Linked DNA regions of Rattus norvegicus: region 2 is linked to region 1. Evidence: chromatin contacts called from public Hi-C data. All regions are on one chromosome and are shown on one strand. The core of a region is the stretch at or near the end of the contact, and the rest is flanking DNA. Distances in the headings are between cores, read along the strand shown. Region 1 overlaps LOC120096346 (a long non-coding RNA gene). Region 2 has its middle 240 kb from the start of Rps6kc1.

Region 1 (5,097 bases), core at 1,778-4,277:
AAAAAAAAAAGATAAGGCTTGATTAAAATCTACTTTCTTTGGTCAACATCCTAGCATTGAGCAATTTCTTGACATCTAAAAGGGACTGTCCTGGAGTCTGACTGGGAGTGAACTCTGTATTGATCAAATGTGTGGCTGGGTCAGTAACAACCAGAGAAAGAAAGTTGAGGTTGCAGACCCCTGCTCCCTGCCACATCCTGTCCCTCAGGACCCTCAGGACCCCGGGCACAGTTTCCTTTTGAAGATGGTGATCTCTGTACCTGTAGACCATTCACTTCTACGAGCAAGAAAACGTTAAATATGTTAATTTCCAAGTTACATATTTATTAACCTATTCTGGGCATAGAGAACATAGGCTCTTATGTCATCTGAATGTTAAGGGTTCAGGTGTGAGCTATTACACATAAACATGGGCACTATTGTTTGGCAATTAAAAAGAACATTTATATCTAAACTTGAGGGGAAGTTAAAACTCTCACAAATGGGCTAATACCACCTGTCTCACGACAATAAATCACTGTGGCGTCTCCATGAGCTAGAGAGACCTTACTTCTACATGCATTACTTGAAAAGCTCGAGTATCTATCACTGTCCCGGTCAGTCACCACTCCACCCTCAGGGAAACCAGTGTGTAAGGAAAGATCTGCTGCAGCCATTCTGGGTGTCCATGAGCAAGGATCGATCGCTGTATTCACATTTTGAGTACAATTATGAGAAGAAAGTTTTATTTTACTTTAATAATCAGAAGTGCTGAAATAATTCAGGGTATTTGAACAAGAAAGGATTGCCTGTTGGTCCTGGTCTCAGACCTGCACATTCTACAAATAGAAATATTCTTAGGAACCATCCAATGGTTAGAAGAAGAAAGCAGAGGGTGGTTTATTGGCTAAATGGTTTCTCTGAGGCCAATATAAGATTTATACTCAAGATTTATGTTGCTTTAAGAAGTGGGAAGGGAGGGAAGACACTGGCAACCACTACAGAGGAAGAACCAGAAGTCTTCTAGTCAGACGGGCGCTGTGACTCTGTCAACAATGAAGGCTTACATTACAACCAACCCTCCAAGGTTGGCATGGAAATTCCAGAATTCCAGGACTCTGTAGGAGGAGGAGAAGAAGAAGAAGAAGAAGAAGAAGAAGAAGAAGAAGAAGAAGAAGAAGAAGAAGAAGAAGAAGAAGAAGAAGAAGAAGGAGGAGGAGGAGGAGGAGGAGGAGGAGGAGGAGGAGGAGGAGGAGGAGGAGGAGGAGGAGGAGGAGGTGAAGGAGGAGGAGAAGGAGAAGAAGAAGAAGAAGAAGGAGAAGAAGAAGAAGAAGAAGAAGAAGAAGAAGAAGAAGAAGAAGAAGAAGAAGAAGAAGAAGGAGGAGGAGGAGGAGGAGGAGGAGGAGGAGGAGGAGGAGAGGGAGAGGGAGAGGGAGAGGGAGAGGGAGGAAGAGGAGAGGGAGAGGGAGGAGGAGAAGGAGAAGAAGAAGAAGAGGAGGAGGAGGAGGAGGAAGAGGAGGAAGAGGAGGAGGAGGAAGAGGAGGAGAAGGAGAAGAAGGAGGAGGAGGAGGAGGAGAAGGAGAAGAAGGAGGAGAAGGAGAAGGAGAAGGAGCAGGAGCAGCAGCAGAAGAAGATAATTTGCGGCTCAATAAGTGCTTGCATACTCAAAGACTTATACCTGTCATGAATGTGTGCAAAGAACTGTCCCAGAGCATAAGATGAGCAATTATCTGATTTTCATCCTTGGAAATACAATATTATAACTATACTATTCTTTAGGTTTATGTATAAATCAGATTCATCAAATCTTTTCAAAACTACTCAACTTTGACCCACAAAACAAAGGAAAGTGGAGAGGTGGGTCAGGTATCGAGAGAGAAGCTTCTTCAGAAGTATCTACATATCACTCACATGTGTTCACTTACATGTATATGTGTGTGAGGAGATGATCCCACCACTGCCACTCATCTGGGCAAAACAGGTGCCTCTAAAACACTGTAAAAGTATATACCAGCAGGCACTGAATAGTGCATCAAAGTGCATAGCGAGGACTGGAAAGATGGCTCAGCAGTTAAGAGAATGCATTGCTCTTACGACAGAGCAGTTCCCAGTGCTCATGTCATGGCTCAGAACTGCCTGTCACTCTAGCTCCAGGGCCATCCCTCCATTCACATCCACATATCCATGCTCACACACAAATATACATAATTAAAAATAAACTAAACGGGAACTGAAGGGATGGCTCACTGGCTAAAAGAATGTATTGTTCTTCTAGGAGACCCTGCATTGGTTTCTAGCACCCACATGGTGGTTCAAAACCCTCTATTACTCCAGTTCCAAGGGAGCTTATGCCCTCTCTGGGCATAACAGGCGCCTCCTAGAACTTTGTGTGTTCTAGGTACCCATGTGGTATACAAATGAACGTACTTGTTCACACAATACTCATGCACATACCATTAAACATATTAAAAAATAAAAATGAGTAAGTTAAATATTCTAAATGGAAAATGGAAGGGCATGAACGGAGGAAAGCATTACATATAACTTAAGTCAAATTATTGCAAATTTCCAGCAAAAAAGAGCTTCCTCAGATAAGTAAAATTGTATTCAAAATGCAAAGGCCTTCGAATTGACAAAGCAAATGCAGGTATGCAGGATTCACAGGTGTAAGTAAGACAGGTCCTGACTCACCAGCCATGAAGTTAAAGTTATTGGATCCACAGAGGGCAGTCGATGTGCTGACTCAGAAGTTAGTCTTGCTAGAAACATCCTGACAAGGTTCTGGTTGTCCACTTAAAACACCCTACAATGTGCTTTCCTACTACAGGAGACAGCAGGTAAGAGGGCATGGGGCTGACCTGGGTCCCAGAGATCCTACCTCTCCTGCACCTTTCCAGGCACTGTTGACCTTTGTTCCTGAAATGTCAAGGTATCTCTATGTCATCAGGAGCTTGTTCTCCCAGCCCCTCCGAGTGCCACCATTGAATGGACATAAATGGTGCCAAAAATGATAAGACCCAGGATTTGCTGAGTGCCACCAATCCTTCTGTCAACACTCCTGACCTGAAATCTCCTTTGGCATAAAAGACCTCAATCACCTTCCTTTAACAGTGTAGAGGAGAAGCACACCGAGGCAAACTGTCTTCTGTTCTCTAAAGCTGGACTTCCAGGTGGAAAACGGACGCTGATGTCGCCTCTTGATTATCACCCGCTGTCTGAGCTCAACCACTAGGTCCATGAGTGTTATAAGTTGTTCCAAACTGCATAAGGAGAGAAGTGCTCGGGAAAACTGGAGCTCAGTGAAGGCAAACTCTGACTTTTCAGCTTCTTCAATAAACCCTGATGAATCAAAGAAGCTAGCTTGGACTTCCATGCACAGCAAGGATCTAAGTTTCTATCAAACCATAATGAATACTTCGGTGTGGCCCGGCCTGTATTTCAGAGACCTGGGAATGAACCAATGTTGCAATGGGATCACCAAGTGATTGGTCAGACACATACAGGTGTATTGAGAAAGAGATGCTCAGAACAGTTGTTTTGTGTCTCATAAGCAAAGACACGTAGGGTGGCTACTTAATGCTCAGCAGTCCATTAGAAAGACTGACTCGTCAAACTCAAGCTAAGTCGCATCTCTGTGAGCACTTAGGTTGTGATGAGCTTGGCACCCGCCACACACAGGGAGTGTCTCATGAAGGTGAGGACATCAAGTGTTTGTCTGTTTCCATGAATAAATCATCCCCCTGTGTTAATATAGATTCTATTCCTCCAAGCCTTGGAGTATGGGTTCACCAGTGGAATCCTTCACAGGGGAAAATGGAAGAGATGATTACATGGCTTCCAAAGTGATATTTTAGATTCTTTGCAACATCCACCCAGATGTCTTCAAACAGTGGCTCTAGGGGAAGCCAGTCACAACACAAGAAATCTGACGACCAAAAGACTACAAAATTCTAAAGAGACCTAAGTATGGAGAAGGAGTCCTAATTAATTACCCAAGGCCAAGATACAAATGAAGGGACGCTCCGGTTGCTCAGGTCTCAGCTACCATCTGTGACCGCAGGAGACTCCAAGTAAGGGATGCCCAGCTGAACTGTCCAACCAAGAACCATAACTCAACACCCAATCTTACTGTCCCTACACTTGGAATATTCTATCAACAGCCATGCTGGGGAGATCAGACAGTTTTCTTTATTTATTAAGTAACTGCACAAGCTGGTTAAAAAAAAAAGATAAGCCACCTAGAAAAAGATCACTAGGCATATCTCATAAAATCCATCAAATACGCTGTTTGGGGGATGTCAGCAGCCGTTAAGACCACTGGGAAACTGGACAATCATCTGTGGATAATTGCAGCCAAGAGGAAATCTGCTATGGAGAAAGTAGCCTTTTTTTTTTTTTAAGAGTGGAATTTTCCAAACTCACCAACCAGCTCAACAATATCCACTAGCTGATTGCTCAGAGCTGTGCTCCCCTTCATACAAAGCAAACCCGTGACTATTTCAGCTGCGATTCTAGGTACGAAATGGCCAAAACATATCAAACCAAGGAAAAGCATCAATAAGCAAGGGAAATGGGTTCCGTGGAGTGCAATCTGCTCATTTATTTTGTAAAGCAGACGGTGGTCCAGGTAGCACCGTAAAACAACCAAATATAGCTGGAGATAAGCGTGGGCGGGAGTGGAAACTAGAGGCTAAACGCTGGGCACAGGCAACTGTGACATCATAACAGCCCCCGTGATTGTCCCGATACGGTCACCTCTTTATTATGACAAGCTTAATTATGCCACGATCCGTATCAGTCGTGTCTTTGATGGTTGTAAATAAGTCTGAGTCACTCCACCATCATTCTTACCAGAGGAACAATAGTTTCAGCTTTTGGCGGTACTGAAGAAAATATGGCAGGACGGGTTTAATTATCCTCATGCTTTTGCGAGGTGAAGCAAAACTGGGGCCTGCCCGCCTCTTTCTAAATATCATTTTTTAATGACTGAGCGGGCCTTCCATGCGCTCAGATGCACTCACTTATGGATGATTCCCGCTCTGTCCCAGTTGGGACCCACAGCCCACCCTCCCCAGACCCAAAGAGGAATTCCACCTCTTACCAGAGTACAAGGCTGTG
Region 2 (4,883 bases), core at 984-3,483, 500 kb before region 1:
TCTTCAAGGGCATTTTCTCTGTGATAACTCCTACTTATATCATGTGCACAAAACCAGCCAGTACGGATGGGAAATCCAGCCTGTGTAGACTCTCAGCAAGGCTAGTGCAAGGCTGCCAGTGTTGGAAAGAATGGCTTTGCTCAGCCTCTGAGTGCTGTGCAGTTACTGGAAGATACCTATGACAATGAGGACAGGGTCCCAGGCATTTTCTAGTAGCCTGTTCCCAGTTTCATTCACTGGGGCTCAGTGACTAGCCTCTAGATCCGGCTGTGCCTGAGGCCAAACTTTCAGTGATATGGGAAAAGTCATCTTTGGAGTCTATTTCATAACATCAAAGAGGAGGAAGGATAGGAGGAGGAGGGAGAAGAGGAGGAGTCAGAAGCAGCATCAGACAGCAGCAGCAGCAACAATAACGACAAACTAAACAAACAAACAAACAAACAATCCCAGTGTGCTGCAAATCCCAAAACCTGTACTGTCAGAATTAAACTTTTAAACATATTATGCACTTAAATGTGGCATTTAAAATGTGAGGTATTGGACTGGTGAGATGACACAGTGGTAAAGGCTTGTTGTCAACCCTGATGACCTGAGTTCAATCCCCAGTGTCCCACTTGGTGGGAGAGCAGTCCACCTCTACATGCGTGCCAAGGCTTGAGTGAACCTCCCCTACCTAATGAATGAAAGGAGAAAATATTTTAAAATGTGATTTGTCATCTCCATTTTCAACAGATGACATGCCTACAGAATGTGCTATTGCTGAAAAGCAGGCCAACAGGCACAGGAAACACAGGAAAACCATGGCTGGCTCAGAAAACCAGGCAGCATCTGCAATGCCACCAGGAGTGTGCCACTGGGTTCCCAACGTGGTGGCCCATTCCCTCTGTTGAGAGCTGAGAGAAGGTGCTGTGCTTTGGGACTCTCTCTCTCTCTCTCTCTCTCTCTCTCTCTCTCTCTCTCTCTCTCTCCCCCTCTCTCTCCCCTTCCCTCCCCCTCCGTTTCCCCTCCCACTTCCCTTCCTCTCCCCTGCCCCTCCCCTCCCTCTCTCCCTCTTTCACTCTGGCTCTGGCTCTCACTCCTATTCTCTCTCAGCCAGAAGCATCCTGCTGTTTTGCTTCCTGTAGCCAGTGACACAGGGATCAAGAAGAATTGGGAGAATTTGATTTTGTCATTATTAATATCTCAGACTTCTGGGTCATCTAAGCAAGTTATTTGACGTTTTAATTTAATTTAACTTTAGAAGAGGCGACTGGGAGAGTGTGTCCTGGGACTCATGGAAATCACCCTGTCTCATCTGATGATGGGATATTATTGAGCACTCTGAACATCAATCTCTCTGTCTGAAAATGGAAATACTGGGAGATGGAGACATGGCTCAGCGGTTAAGAGTGCCTGCTGCCTGCCTTAGAAACGTGACCATAGCTACTTACAGAAGAAAGCCTATTTGGGGCTTACAGTTTTAGAGGGTGAACCTGTGACCAACATGGCAGCAGGCAGGCTGTTATGAGGGAAGAGCAGTAGCCAAGAGCTTACATCTCAAACCAGGAGGCACAGAGCGAACTGGGAATGGTAGGAGTTTTTGAAACCTCAGAGCTCACCCCCAGTGACACATCTCCTACAAGGCCACACCTCCTAATCCTTCCCAAACAGTTCCTCCAATGTGGGGGCGAGGCGGGACCCACACATTCACATATTTGAGCCTGTGGGGGATATCATTCTGGTTCAAAGCAGTCACACTGCCCTACCAGAGGTCACGGTTCACAGCACTCGTTTCACATGACTCATAACTGTATGTTACTCCTGCTCCAGAAGGTTAGATCCTCAATTCAGGCCTCTGTGGGCACCTGTACACATGTACACATAGGCACACATACACGCACACACTCGCGCATGCACACACGCACGCACACACACTTTTGGAAGTACTGTGATGTTTTATATCCACCAAGGGGCAGTTATCTGGTTAATTCCCCGAAGTTCTATCAGAGGAATACAGAACGGAAGCCACAGAATCACAGTGCCGAGCAGGCTGACACTTACCAGACTCCCCCAGAAAAAGCCGATCCACGCATTGTCTTCAGGCTTGCCTGAAGGGTAAAGTCCCTTTCTCCTGGGCTGTTTTTCCAGAAGCACCAGGATTGTGTGTGTGGCACACTTGGAGAACTAGTCCCTGTGGGTGGGGTGAGTAGTGTAACTGAGGGGATTCTTCAGGTCACCACTAGGGGGTGTGACAGTTCTGATTCCTGAGCGAAAGGCCTTGGGCTTCTGGAGAATTAAAGTTTTTGAGAGCTTCCTGGAGAGAGAATACAAGCCCCAAAGAATCCCAGATTGCGGAGGTTTTGAGGAGCAAGTAAAGCAAAGATCACAAAGTGATCACATCATGTAGTGTTCACATCATGTGTGGAGATGGGAGCAGTGTTCCACTCTCTTTTCCTCTCTCTCTCTCTCTCTCTCTCTCTCTCTCTCTCTCTCTCTCTCTCTCTCTCCTTTTCCTTCTGTTCTTGGCTTCTTTGATTTAACACTATGAGCTCTTGTTCCATCCCTGAGTTCTTTGCTTTCGTTTTTGGAAGGACCAGTGTATTTTGAGTGACTGAGTAGTAATCCATTTTGATTACACATTATGTTTTCTATTTAATTTTCCGTCTGTTTATTTTTCAATACATCCCGTCCACAGTTTTTCTGCGAATGGCTGACCTTGGGATAAGCCATCATTGGTGACCCCCAGAGTGCTGCAGTAGGAGACATGGTCTGCAGGCCAAGGATGACACAGGGACACACACAGCAAGGACAGGACCCCACACCGTAAACCAGAGAGGAAGGAGCTCTCAGCTCTGGATCATCAGAGCTGTCCTTGATGAGAGGGACAGGTAGTGAACTGTTTCCAATGCCTTTATTATGTCTAACATGAAGGTTCCAGCCCAGCCTCCTCTCCTTTGCTGCCCCCTCTCCTTTGCTGGGGAGATCATGGCTGCAGGACTCTCTCCTGTCCGGTGGGAGAGAGGAATGAGCTGAAGTTTTTGTTTTATGTGTGGTGGGTGTTTGCTCTATTTCTCCAAGGTTGCCATAGAGGGTGCCCTTGCTGTCTGTGAGACCGGTATTCATCGGTGCTATTATTTCGGGTGGTCTGTGTTTGTGGGGAGGTCACAGTGTCTTAAACCATCTTTTTCTCTGCATTTCCCCATACTTTCTATCTAGAATACTACACTTTTATGAGATGTTCCAGTTGCTTCTGGTCTGGCCTGGCTCCGGCTGATGTTTTGCCGTTATTTGTTTTGAATGGTACTAAGTGAAAAGTGGCCCCAAAGGCCAGGAGCCTGGGAGCCGGGGCACTTCTCAAGCTGTGGCTGCATCGGACTTTGTTTTGGAAGCTGCTGGAATCTTTTAGCAGGGCAAGGCAGCTGCAAGAAGCTGGCTTTGTCAAAGGGAGCAGAGGAAGGAGGGTAAAGGATTCTCACCTAGTCGGAGAAGCTAGAGCCCGGAGCTGGATGTTGACCTTGCCTGCACGGGGAGGTCACTCCTCTAAGCTTGGGGTCGATGTGGCAGATCTCGAGTATCGGTAAACTCCATTTATTTGGACTTTAGTACTCTAACTTGGTATCTGGGGCACCGATCTGTGGCTTTTCCAGGGAAAAAGTATTTGGGAGGTAGAGAGCTGTGCAAACAACACAGTAAGAGCAGGGTTTACGTTTCTCTGCCAGTGTGTGTGTGTGTGTGTGTGTGTGTGTGTGTGTGTGTGTGTGTGTGTGTGTACATATGCATGTGAAGGTCAAAGGTCAACCACAGGTATCATTCTATCCACCTTTTTGAAGCAGAGTCTCTGGTTCATCTGGAGCTCGTGAAGAGACGAAGCTGGCTGGCCCAGGAGCCCTAGGATTCTGCATATTCCCGCCCTCGTCCCGGAGATTACAAGTGTCTGCCGCCATATTGGATTTTTAGCGAGTGCTGGGGATTGGACTCAGATCCTTATGCTTGGCTGGAGGACACTTTGCTGGCTCAGCTATCTGCTCAGCTCCTTGTATCTCTGGAAGGATGACAGCCTCTTCTCAGGGCAGCTCTGAAGGCCTCTCTGGCCACCCTTGGTGAATGGAGTCATTGCCATCTGGGTGGACACAGGAGTGCTGTTTCAAGCTGATAAAACCCAAGTTTCTACGGGACAAACATGACCCCCGACAACTGGCTAACTCAGATCACCCTTTGATTAGGTAAAACCCCAGAGGGAAAAACCAGAGCGCAGCTCCAGAGTAACCAACATTTACCCCTCAGTTGCCTTATCTGTAGAGTGGGGAGGGTGGCGGTGCCTGTACTCAGAATGCTGGGAGATTTGCTGGGCTCAGTCATATGACTTGGTAACGGTGCCACGCATGTGCAAACTCGGTGACCAGCAAAGGTGTCTTTTGGTGATGGGTGCTACCTAGCTGCTGCCTGCTGGATCTTACTGGTATTTTGCTTGTACTGACTGACAGCAGCCAGTGAGCTTGTCCCCATGAGCAGAAAGTAAACAGCGGCAGTAGGAAGGGCTGTTTCAGAGCCTTGAGGCAGGAAGGGAAAGCTGGCATTTATGGAGTCCAGATATGTAGCAGGCTTCGTTGGTTGCTGTTTCATTATTTAGTAACTGATAACGCTGGAGACCAGACAACTGCGATAGTAACACACATTGTGTTCTGTCTGTTAGAGCTTGGGCCAGGTAGAGACTCTTACCAAGCAAGGTGGGCTCTGTTTTCACCCCACACCCCCGCCCCCTAGGCCACCAGGGCTCCATACCACATGCCACCTGCAGCGATCCAGGCCAAGGAAGGTACTCATTCCCATCCAGGGTCCTGGGGAGGAATATGGCATCTGCCAGCCCCCACCACCCTCACCAAGGAGTGGCTGTAACAGGTGGC

The links. A called contact is a pair of places that touch in the nucleus more often than the background predicts.
Region 2: a contact with region 1 is called in a Hi-C map of liver, with 6 times the contacts expected there. The contact joins two enhancer-like sites. A contact is called at or near these places in 2 of 12 Hi-C or Micro-C datasets (hepatocytes and liver).

The regions. Positions count from the first base shown.
Region 1 is chr13:104,282,606-104,287,702 of GRCr8, reverse strand. It overlaps LOC120096346 (a long non-coding RNA gene), which reads right to left. Exons shown (of 2, transcript XR_005492742.2): 2 at 4,143-5,097. Among named protein-coding and RNA genes, the nearest start is that of Prox1, 34 kb to the right of the region's middle. Within about 2 kb of position 3,027, at least 1 of the 93 cell types and tissues checked has an H3K27ac peak or open chromatin away from gene starts, as enhancers often do. A contact at or near this core is called in liver, where this site is marked.
Region 2 is chr13:104,781,586-104,786,468 of GRCr8, reverse strand. No RefSeq gene overlaps it. Among named protein-coding and RNA genes, the nearest start is that of Rps6kc1, 240 kb to the left of the region's middle. Within about 2 kb of position 2,233, at least 2 of the 93 cell types and tissues checked have an H3K27ac peak or open chromatin away from gene starts, as enhancers often do. A contact at or near this core is called in liver, where this site is marked.